Linked DNA regions of Callithrix jacchus: region 1 is linked to region 2. A link is a contact called in public Hi-C data. All regions are on one chromosome and are shown on one strand. The core of a region is the stretch at or near the end of the contact, and the rest is flanking DNA. Distances in the headings are between cores, read along the strand shown. Region 1 has its middle 27 kb from the start of SPNS3. Region 2 overlaps ANKFY1 (ankyrin repeat and FYVE domain containing 1).

Region 1 (5,160 bases), core at 775-3,274, 190 kb before region 2:
AGGGGAATTGCTGGAGCAAATGGCGATTCTACATTTAACTGCTCGAGGAACTGCCAGACTATTTCCCAAAGAGTCTACACCAGTTTCATTCCCACCAGCAGCCGTGAGGGTTTTGATTTCTTCAAATCTTTGCAACCATTTTTAAAATTATTTCTGTTTTTTAATTCCAGTCATCCTAGTGAGTGTGAATTGGTATCTCACTGTGATTTTGATTTGCATTTCCCTGATCATTTATGATGTTACATCTTCAGAAAGAAACGTCTTTACAAGTCTTTTGGCCATTTTTAAATTGGGTTATTTGGTTTTTTTATTGCTGAGTTGTAAGAGACTTTTCCTTTTTTTTCTGAGACAGTCTTGCTCTGTCACCCAGGCTGGAGTACGGTGGCAAGATCTCAGTTCACTGTAACCTCCACCTCTCAGGTTCAAGTGATTCTCCTGCCTCAGCCTCCTGAGTAGTTAGGACTACAGGCATGTGCCACCACGCCCAGCTAATTTTTGTACTTTTAGTAGAGATGGGGTTTTGCCATGTTGGCCAGGCTGGTCTCAAACTCCTGACCTCAGGTGATCCACCCACCTCAGCCTCCCAAATTGCTGGGATTACAGGCATGAGCCACTGCGCCTTGCCAATGATTTTTTAAAAATATATATTCCACATACACATCCCTTATGAGCTACATGATTTGCAAAAATTTTCCCCCATTTTTCTGTGTGTTGTCTTTTGCTTTACGTGTGTTAAGCATATATTGTTAGGTAATACAACTTGAAAATTGTTTCACCTTACTATTTCTTTGAGACAGAGAGAAACAGAGAGAGACCAGGTCTCCCTAGTCGCCCAGGCTGACCTTGAACTCTTGGGCTCCAACAATCCTGCCTCAGGCTTCTGAGTAGCTGGGACTACTGGTGTGTGCACTGCACCCAGCTGAGATTGCTCCGTCTCAGCAGGCTGTTCCTATAACCACGCTGTAACCTCTCGTTTCCCCTCACAACTATTTTCGTCTTAAATGCTATTTAGTTTGATATGGATGTAGATACGCTAGCTTTCTCTTGGTGAGTATTTTCTAGCCACTGACATTCAACCTTCCATATCCTTGTTTTATGCGAGTCTTTTATAAACAGCATGAATCTAGATTTTTTTTTAAATCCAGTCTGACAGCCAATCTGGCCAAGTTGGTGCATTTACAATTGCCGTGACTCAGGCTAACCAGTGGTGCCAGCAATCTACAGGCAGAGGGAAAGGGGTGGCCATTTGTCAGTATTAGCTCTGTGCCAGCCCTGTGAGCTGTTCCCATAGGTGGCCTTGCTGAGTGCTCATGCTGCGTTCACATAAACATCATTACCATCATGTTATAGAGAAGGAGACCAAGGTTTGGCGCAGGTAAGTCACCCAAAGTCACACAACTAGTAAGTGGTAGGGTTGGACCCTGCCTGGCTGCAAACAGCATCTCTACTGCCTGCTGGGTCTCTCAGAGAGGATAGAATTCCAGCTGGACCTTGAAGGTCAGGTTGTGATTAGGCAGATGAGACAAAGAGTTTCGGCCGGCGCAGTGACTCACACCTGTAATCCCAGCACTTTGGGAGGCTGAGGCAGGTGGATCATTTTAGGTCAAGAGTTCAAAACCAGCCTGGACAATATGATGAAACCCTCGTTTCTACTAAAAATACAAAAATTAGCCAGGCGTGGTGGTGGGTGCCTGTAATCCCAGCTACTCAGGAGGCTGAGGCAGGAGAATCACTTAAACCTGGGAGGCAGAGGCTGCAGTGAGCCAAGATCACACCACTGCGTTCCAGCCTGGGCAACAGAGTGAGACTCTGTCTCAAAAAATAAAATAAAATAAATAAAGGGTTTCCAGGCAAACAGGACAGTCTCACCCAGGTGCAGAGATGCAGCAGGGTCAAGTGAGCAGGCCCCCGTTCCACTTAACCCAGCCCACCCACAGGTCTGGCGATGTATGTTGTCCATGCCCAGTTCTCCTCCTTCCCTAACCCACAGCCTGCCCTGCATTCCTCCTGCCTGTAGCAGCTCTGTCCGGCCCCTGGAGCCCATGCACAGGCTAAGAGCTTCCACAGCCATCTGGGAAACAAGGTGGTTGTGTTCCAGTGGAGCGCAGGTAAATGTCAATGACCCGCTGAGGGAAGAGCGTTTGCCAATTTCTATAGTGTAAATGCTCCTACCATAGCCAAACGTCAGCATCACGAAACACACAGAGTTGGGAAGACTCTCACCCAATCAGCTCTCAAAGCTGGAGAAGCCCCCTCCTCCCCGACCCTACCTGCTCTTTCCCGGAGACATCTGCCGGACAGAGGATGGGAATTGTTCTGGGTGCTGTGCCTTCCCAGTGGGGTCAGAAACTTCCTGCCTCTCCTCATCCTCCAGCTGGGCTTGGCGTTCTCTGCCTTTGAGGTAGGCAAACAGAGCTACAGCTGCTCAGAGTGGAGGAAATTGAAGCTGAAAGAGAGCTTGTCCAGGAAATTGTAGGAGACAACCCATGTGGAGCTTCATTGTTCTGTTTTGTCTTGTTTTTGAGGCAGTGTCTCACTGTCGCCAGGCTGGAGTGCAGTGGTGTGTTCTCTGCTCATTGCAGCCTCCGCCTCCCGGGTTCAAGTGATTCTCCTGCATAGCTGGGACTACTACTTAGGTGAGTGCCACCACGCCCGGCTAATTTTTGTATTTTTAGTAGAAATGGGGTTTCACCATATTGGCCAGGCTGGTCTCGAACTCTTGACCTTGTGATCTGCCTTGAGTTCACTCTTATCTCCCAGGTTGGAGTATAATTCTGCAATCTCATCTCTCTGCAACCTCTACCTTCCAGGTTCAAGTGATTCTCCTGCCTCAGCTTCCCGAGTAGCTGAGATTACAGCCATGTGCCACCATGCCCAGCTAATTTTTGTATTTTTAGTAGAGACGGGGTTTCACCATGTTGGCCAGGCTGGTCTCAAGCTCCTGACCTCAGGTGAGCCACGCACCTCAGTCTCTGAGAGTGCTTGGATTACAGGTGTGAGCCACTGCGCCCAGCCTTTTTTTTTTTAAATAGAGGCAGGATCTCACTCTATCACCTAATCCAGAGCACAGTGGTGCAATCATAGCTCACTGCTCACACTCACAGTCTCAAGCGATCCTCCTGCCTCAGCCTCCCAAGTAGCTGAAAATACAGGTATGTGCCACCACGCCTGTCTAAATTCTTTTTTAAATTGTTTTGTAGAGAGGAAATCTTGCTATGTTGCCCAGGATAGTCTCAAACTCCCAGCCTCAAGCGATCCACCCACTAGGCCTTCAAAAAAGTTGAGATAACAGCCATGAGTAACAGTGACCAGCATAAGGGCTGTTTTTGAGATTGAACCAGAATATGGACTTGTAAATTGGGATTTTTTTAATGTAATGCTTGAAAACACCCAGCCAGGCACGATGGCTCACTCCTGTAATCTCATCACTTTGGGAGGTAGAGGCAGAAACATCACTTGAACCCAGGAGTTCAAGACCAGCCTGGGCAACACAGTGAGATCCCTGTCTCTAAAAATTAAAAATTCAGCCGGGCACAGTGGCTCACGCCTGCAATCCCAGCACTTTTGGAGGCCCAGGCGGGTGGGTCACGAGGTCAGGAGTTAGAGACCAGCTTGATCAACATGGTAAAACCCATCTCTGCTAAAAATACAAAAATTAGCCAGGCATGGTGGCTTGTGCCTTTAGTCTCAGCTACTTAGGAAGCTGAGGCAAAAGAATTGCTTGAACCTGGGAGGCAGAAGTTGCAGTGAGCGGAGAGCACACCATTGCACTCCAGCCTCAGTGACAGAGCGAGACTCGGTCTCAAAAAGAAAAAATTCAAAATTCAAAAATTAGACAGGCATGGTGGGACATGTGTGTGGTCTCAGCTACTCAGGAGGGCACAACTGCACTTCAGCTTGAGCAACAGAGAGAGACCCTGTCTCAAAAAAAAAAAAAAAATGCTGGACGTGGTGACTCATTCCTGTAATCCCAACACTTTGAGAGGCCAAGGTGAGCAGTTCACCTGAGGTCAGGAGTTCCAGACCAGCCTGGCCAACATGGCGAAACCCTGTCTCTACTAAAAAATAGCCCAGCGGGTGCCTGTAATCCCAGCTACTCTGGAGGCTAAGGCAGGAGAATTGCTTGGACCTGGGAGGTGGAGATTTTGGTGAGCCGAGATTGCGCCACTGCACTCCAGCGTGGGTGACAGAGTGGCCCACATTTTGTTTGAGACAAACTCTGTCTTAAAATAAAAACCAAGAATAGCCGGGCATGGTGGCTCACACCTGTAATCCCAGCACTTCAGGAGGCTAAGGCAGGTGGATCACCTGAGGTCTGAAGTCCCAGACCAGCCTGGCCAACATGGTGAAACCCCATCTCTAACAAAAATACAAAAAATTAGCCAGGTATGGTGGTGCGCACCTGTAATCCCAGCTACTAGGGAGGCTGAGGCAGGAGAATCGCTTGAACCCAAGCGATTGCAGTGAGCCAAGATTGTGCCATTACACCCCAGCCTGGGCAACAAGAGTGAAACTCCATCTCAAAAAACCAAAACAAAACCTCATATTCTAATTCTGCACACCGTGTGTGCTGAGCTATTATTTATAAATGGCTTCTCTCTGCCTCGGCTCTTCTGAATCCCTTCCCTCTGTCCTGATAAGCATGGGAACTTCTCCAGCCTGGGTCCCACCAGAGGTCCTAGACAAACCCAGAAACCAGCTCCTGGGACGTAGTCTGGGTCTGGTGAAGGTTAGTGGGATACAAACTAATTCTCAGGGGGGTGGGAATCATGGTCAAGGAGGGAGCCAAGGTCAGTGGCCAGTTGTCAGCAGGAGTCAGTCCAGGGGCTGGGCACGGAGCACAGGAGGCAGAGCCAGTGGTTCAGGAAGGGACATGGGAGACCAAGGAAGGGCCCTCCACCCACCCGGCTGCCTGCAGGCACAGTCACTGCACAGAGGCTGTAGGAGGCCGAGGCATGGTCTGGCCTGAGCAGATGGACCTGCGTCTACATTACACCAGTGTCCACTGACAACCAGCTGACCCCGTCACTCAAGAAGAATGGCATGAATCTTCTTGACCCCAAATGCCTCTGCTTATGGGCAGAGCCCCAGAGAGACACTGAGTTCCCAGGAAGGGAATGGAAGCTAGTGTACCTTCTGGGTCCCCAAGTGCAACCCAAC
Region 2 (5,496 bases), core at 605-3,104:
GCTTTCTCCTACTGACCCTGTCAAACTTGCTTATATAAATTAAGTTGCTTTGATACAAAGGTTCGGGTTGGAGCAGTTTAGAGCATTGTAACGGATTCTTTAATTAAACTCTTGTGTATTGACTGAGTAGGCTTCATAACTGTCAACATTACCAGATGCTTCATTTTGTATCGTTGGATGTGATTATTGGGTTATTATCTGTCATGGCTTTCGTAAGAGCTGAAGTGGAAGACACCAGGATTCAAGTGTCGGCCTTTAAAGGGTCACAGAGTGCCCACTGCTGTCCTCGAAAGGAATTACATGTTTGAGATGGTGATTGAAAGGATGCCGACAGATGCAGGCACTTCAATGTGAGGCAGGTGTTGCTTTTTTTTTTTTTTTTTTGTAATGTAGGGATCTCAGCACCATTTTAATGAAAAGGAAGTTTTTATAGTAAGAATTATCAGGAAAATACTTTTTTTCTTTTTTTTTCTACCATGGAGGGCACACTGAAGAAAATACTCTTTTCCTTTAATTTTTTTTTTTTTTTCTTTTTTTTGAGACAGAGCCTTACTGTGTCACCCAGGCTGGAGTGCAGTGGTACCATCTCAGCTCACTGCACCTTCCGCCTTCAGGTTCAAGTGATTCTCTTGCCTCAGCCTCCTAAGTAGGTGGGATTACAGGCGCATGCCACCATGCCTGGCTAATTTTGTATTTTTATCAAAGGCAGAGTTTCACCATGTTACCCATGCTGGTCTTGAACTCCTGACCTTGAGTGATCCTTCTGCCTCAGCCTCCCAAAGTGCTGGGATTACAGACGTGAGCCACCTCACCTGGCTATTTTATTTATCTATCTATCTATCTATCTTTTGAGACCGAGTTTCGCTCTTGTTGCCCAGGCTGGAGGGCAATGGCGCAATCTTGTGGCTCACTGCAACCTCCTCCCCCAGTTCAAGTGATTCTCCCACCTCAGCCTCCTGAGTAACTGGGATTATAGGCGCCCACCATTATGCCCGGCCAATTTTTGTATTTTTAGTAGAGATGGGGTTTTGCCATGTTGGCCAGACTAGTCTTGAACTCCTGACCTCAGGTGATCTGCCCACCTCGGCCTCCCAAAGTGCTAAGAGGCATGAGTCACCACTCCTGGCTAATTTTTTTTAAAAAAGAGAGAATTAATGTATACTAAAAAATGATAGGTAGTATTTTTCTCCTTACAAAATTTTAATACATGTTCAGTGTGTGATATTTGGAAAATACAGAATGATGTAAAGGAAAAAGTCATTTGTAACTAAATCACTGTTCACCTGTCATTTTTCTTTTCAGTAATTTTTCCCACATCCACTTAAGAGTGATATGAAAACTAGACAGGAGTTTTTGGGACATTTAAATATATGCTTGATTTTATACTTTTAAAGTTAGGTTTATTGTTTTTGTACATCTATATCCTTTCTGTACTCTAAAGTTAAAAATAATAATTAAAAAATTCCCTTTGGGTGAAAGTTAATCTGTCTTGCTATTTTCAAAAAGAATATAGGAACTGAGAATCTGACTTTCTAAATAAGATTACGTGTTCGTTGGCATAAATCATGTCAGTTACTATTTATAATCTATCCAAATGGCAAATGGCACTCTGGAGATCCTAGAATTGGTGACAGTGAAATGTCTGCCAGCTTTAATAAAAGATCTCTCTTCCTGAAACATATTTGAGTCCCTTGGCACAATATCATTTGACAGTAAAAAGGAGAATGGAATTTTCAGATTCTCAGCATTTGTCTGTAAAAGTGCTTTGTAAAGTGCTCTACAAATGTGAGTCATTACTTCTTGAGATCACACTGTGTATTAGACTGCCTGTTGTCAGGATATTAGGAAGGCAGACTGAATATTAGTTGTAAAAGTGGTAAAAGCTTTGTATATCTAAAAAGAGGATTTTTCTCCTGAATGCTCTGTTTTCATAGCTGAGGTTAGAGTGACTTTGTCAGATGTTGATGTGGTGTGCTACAGGTTTGGAGAAGCCAATGGTACAGAAAACTGAGGCTTAGAAATATCATGCTGTTGTACAGAACTTATGTTCTTGTTTATTATAACTTATTAATATAACTTAGATATTATAACAACATGATTTTTTTTTTTTTTTTTTTGGGTGGGGCGGAGGAAGGCAGGAAGGGAGAGAAGAAGGACGGTAGGGAGGAAGGAAGGGAGGAAGGGAGGGAGGAAGGGAGGAAGCGGGGAGGGAGGGAGGGAGGGAGGGAAGGGAAGGAAGGGAATCAAGCAATGAGAGAGACATTGCCGACCTGGATCTAGAGGTTTACAAGTTGATTTCTTTTTTTTGAGAGAAAGAAAAAAAAAATAAGTAAAGGAGAGGAAGAAAGAGGAAAAGAAAGAGGGAGAGTAAATGGAAATATTGCTTTATTTTGAAAAAAATTGGGTATTAATAATGGCCCATCAATGTTTCATTTAAACTTATGGGTAGGTGTGGTGTGGTATTGACTAAAATGTATATTTTGTGTATTTGAAGTGGAGAGCTCTATAAATATTTATTAAGTTTAGTTGTTCTGGATCTGAGTTCGAGTCCTTGATATCCTTATTAATTTTCTGTCTCATTGAATCTAAGTCTCGTATCTGGGTGTTAGGATCGTTAGCTCTTGTTGTTGCATTGATCTGTTTACCACTATATCTTTGTTGCTTTAAAATCTATTTTATCCGATACGAGATTTGCAACTCCTGCTTTTTATTTATTTATTATTTATTTTTGCTCTCCATTTGGTTGGTAAATCTTTCTCCATCCCTTTGTTTTGAGTCTTTGTGTATCCTTGCATGTGAAACAGGTCTGGATGTAACATGCCATTGGGTTTTGGCTGTGTCTTTTGATTAGGGAATTTAGTCAGTTTAAATTTAGGGTTACTGCCATTTGATGTTGACTGGCTGTTTTATCCATTCGTTGGTGTAAATTCTTCTTTATGTTGGTGCTCTTTACTTTTTGGTGTATTTTTAGAAAGGCTAATACTGGTTGTTTCTTTCTGTGTGTAATGCTTCTTTCAGAAGCTCTTGTAAAGCAGGCCTGGTGGTAATAAAATCTCTGAGTTCTTGCTTGTTCATAAAAGATTTTATTTTTCCTTCAGTTGTGAAGCTTAGTTTGGCTGGATATGAAATTCTGGGCTGAAGGTTCTGTTCTTTGAGGATGTTGAATATTGGCCCCCACTCTCTTCTGGCTTGCAGAGTTTCTGCTGAGAGATCTTCTGTAAGTCTGATTGGCTTGCCTTTGTGGGTAATCTGACCTTTCTCTCTGGCTGCCCTTAGTATTTTCTCCTTCGTTTCAACCCTGGTGAATCTAACGATTATGTGCCTTGGGGTTGCTCTTCTTGAGGAATATCTTTGTGGTGTTCTCTGTATTACCTGGGGTTGAATGTTGACCTGCTTTGCTAGTTTAGGAAAATTTTCCTGAACAATATCCTGAAGGGTATTTTCCAGCTTGGATTCATTCTCTCTGCCGCATTCAGGTACACCTATCAAACGAAGATTTGGTCTTTTCACATAGTCCCACATTTCTTGGAGACTTTGCTCATTCCTTTTTATCCTTTTTTCTCTAATCTTTTCTTCACGTTTTATTTCATTAAGTTGAACTTTGACCTCTGATATCCCTTCTTCTGCTTGAACAATTCGAGTGTTTAAACCTGTGCATACTTCTCGGAGTTCCTGTATTGTATTCTTCAGTTCCATTAATTCACTTATATTCCTCTCTAAGTTGTCTATTCTCAATAGGATTTCGTCAAACCTTTTTTCAAAGTTCCTAGTTTCTTTACGTTGGGCTACAACATGTTCTTTTAACTCACAGAAGTTTCTTATTATCCATTCCGTGAAGCCTGATTCTGTCATTGGGATGCGCTTGTTCTCCATCAAGTCTTGTTCCCTTGTTGATGTGGAACTGTGATCATCTTTAGAGGGAGAGGCATTCTGATTTTGAGTATTCTCAGCCTTTTTACACTGGTTTCTTCCCATCGTTGTAAATTTATCCTCCTGTCGTCTTTGAAATTACCAACTTTCAGATTAGGTCTCTTGAGTGGACGTCCAGGCTGTTAGTTCCCAGGGCCAGAGCAGCAGCGTTAAAACTGATGGTGCTTTTCTGCCCAGGATTCTCCTGTCGGGCTTCCTTCTTGTGTCCGTAGTAGGTGACTCTGCCTTCCCGGGGCTCCAAACCTCCGTCAGAAGGGGAACCGGTCCCGTTTACTCTGCTCCGAGAGCTGCCGCGCCGAGGTGCCGGCGGAACCGCTGCGCGAGCCACGAAAGTTGCGCTGTCCACCCGTGTGTTTCCTCCACTGGGGGATCTTCTGCTCCGTGAGCGACCAGAATTTGTCTGAAAGTATGGCGTCCTCTAGTTCTCCGCGCCTTCCCTGAGAGTTGCAATCCCGGGATGTTAGCGATTGGCCATCTTGGATCTTTTTTTTTTTTTTTTCATTTTTTAAAGACGGGGTTTCACCATGTTGGTCAGGCTGGTCTTGAACTCCCAACCTCAGGTGATCTGTCTGCCTTGGCCTCCAAAGTGTTTGGATTACAGGCGTGAGCCACCACACCCGGCCAACAACATGGTTTTTAAAGTGCTCTGGGAGAGATGCTTCCTTACACCAAGTCAGTTATGTTAATTAGAAACAAAGCGCCCAGCCTGGACAACATAGTGAAACCCCATTTCTACTAAAAATACAAAAATTAGCTGAGCTTGGTGGTGCACGCCTGTAATCCCAGCTACTCGGGAGCCCGAAGCAGGAGAATTGCTTGAACCCAGGAGGTGGAAGTTGCAGTGAGCCGAGATCATGCCACTGTACGCTGCCTGGGTGACAGAGCAAGACTCTGTTCAAAAAAAAAAAAAAAAAAACCAACAACAAAAAATACCAAAACTTTGACAGGTCTTAGTAAAGCAGGTGCCTTTATTTATTGCTAAATAGAGAAATGACTCCAAGATTGCATTCTTGCTCCTAGCTTCTCCTTTGTGAGGTTTTGAAAGTGTGTTCTTCATTCTTCCCAGGTCTGTCTTGTGACCGCCTTCTTTCTTCCTCCATCACCCCCTCCCGTGGTCCTTTTCTACTCTGTTACCTGAAACTCATCTGTTAAAACTGGGAATTAGCTGCTAGCTGGTTATTGTTAACAGGACTGACATCCACAAATGTGGGTTATTAAAATCATATGCTTCTTTCTTAGTAAAGGAATTTGAGACTTGAGAGACAAGACGGACTAGGAGAGGGCCCTCAAACTTTTACGAGCATATCGACTACATACCTCACTCAGCTGTGCTGAGTGTAACTAGCTTCCTCTGTCTTGACAAACACACAAGTATTCCTCAAACATCTGAAGGGAGAGTAACATCTTCATTTTACAGAGGAGGAGCTGGGGCACAGAGAGCCCAAGTAATTTGGCCCCTAAAATTTAATGGGTCTCCACTCAGGTCTTTCTTACCTCATTGTTTATTTATTTTGCTCTGTCCACAATCTGCCTTTGTGATTAGAAAAGAGTTTTGGTGGCTGCTGC

What was found. Hi-C and Micro-C count contacts between places; a contact is called where the count stands out from the background.
Region 1: a Hi-C map of skeletal muscle shows a contact between it and region 2, with 9 times the contacts expected there. The contact joins two enhancer-like sites. A contact is called at or near these places in 2 of 3 Hi-C or Micro-C datasets (induced pluripotent stem cells and skeletal muscle).

Annotation. Positions count from the first base shown.
Region 1 is chr5:68,075,870-68,081,029 of calJac240_pri, reverse strand. No RefSeq gene overlaps it. Among named protein-coding and RNA genes, the nearest start is that of SPNS3, 27 kb to the left of the region's middle. Within about 2 kb of position 2,024, at least 1 of the 16 cell types and tissues checked has an H3K27ac peak or open chromatin away from gene starts, as enhancers often do. A contact at or near this core is called in skeletal muscle, where this site is marked.
Region 2 is chr5:67,885,764-67,891,259 of calJac240_pri, reverse strand. All of the region lies in intron 4 of ANKFY1 (ankyrin repeat and FYVE domain containing 1), which reads left to right. Among named protein-coding and RNA genes, the nearest start is that of ANKFY1, 38 kb to the left of the region's middle. Within about 2 kb of position 1,854, at least 2 of the 16 cell types and tissues checked have an H3K27ac peak or open chromatin away from gene starts, as enhancers often do. A contact at or near this core is called in skeletal muscle, where this site is marked.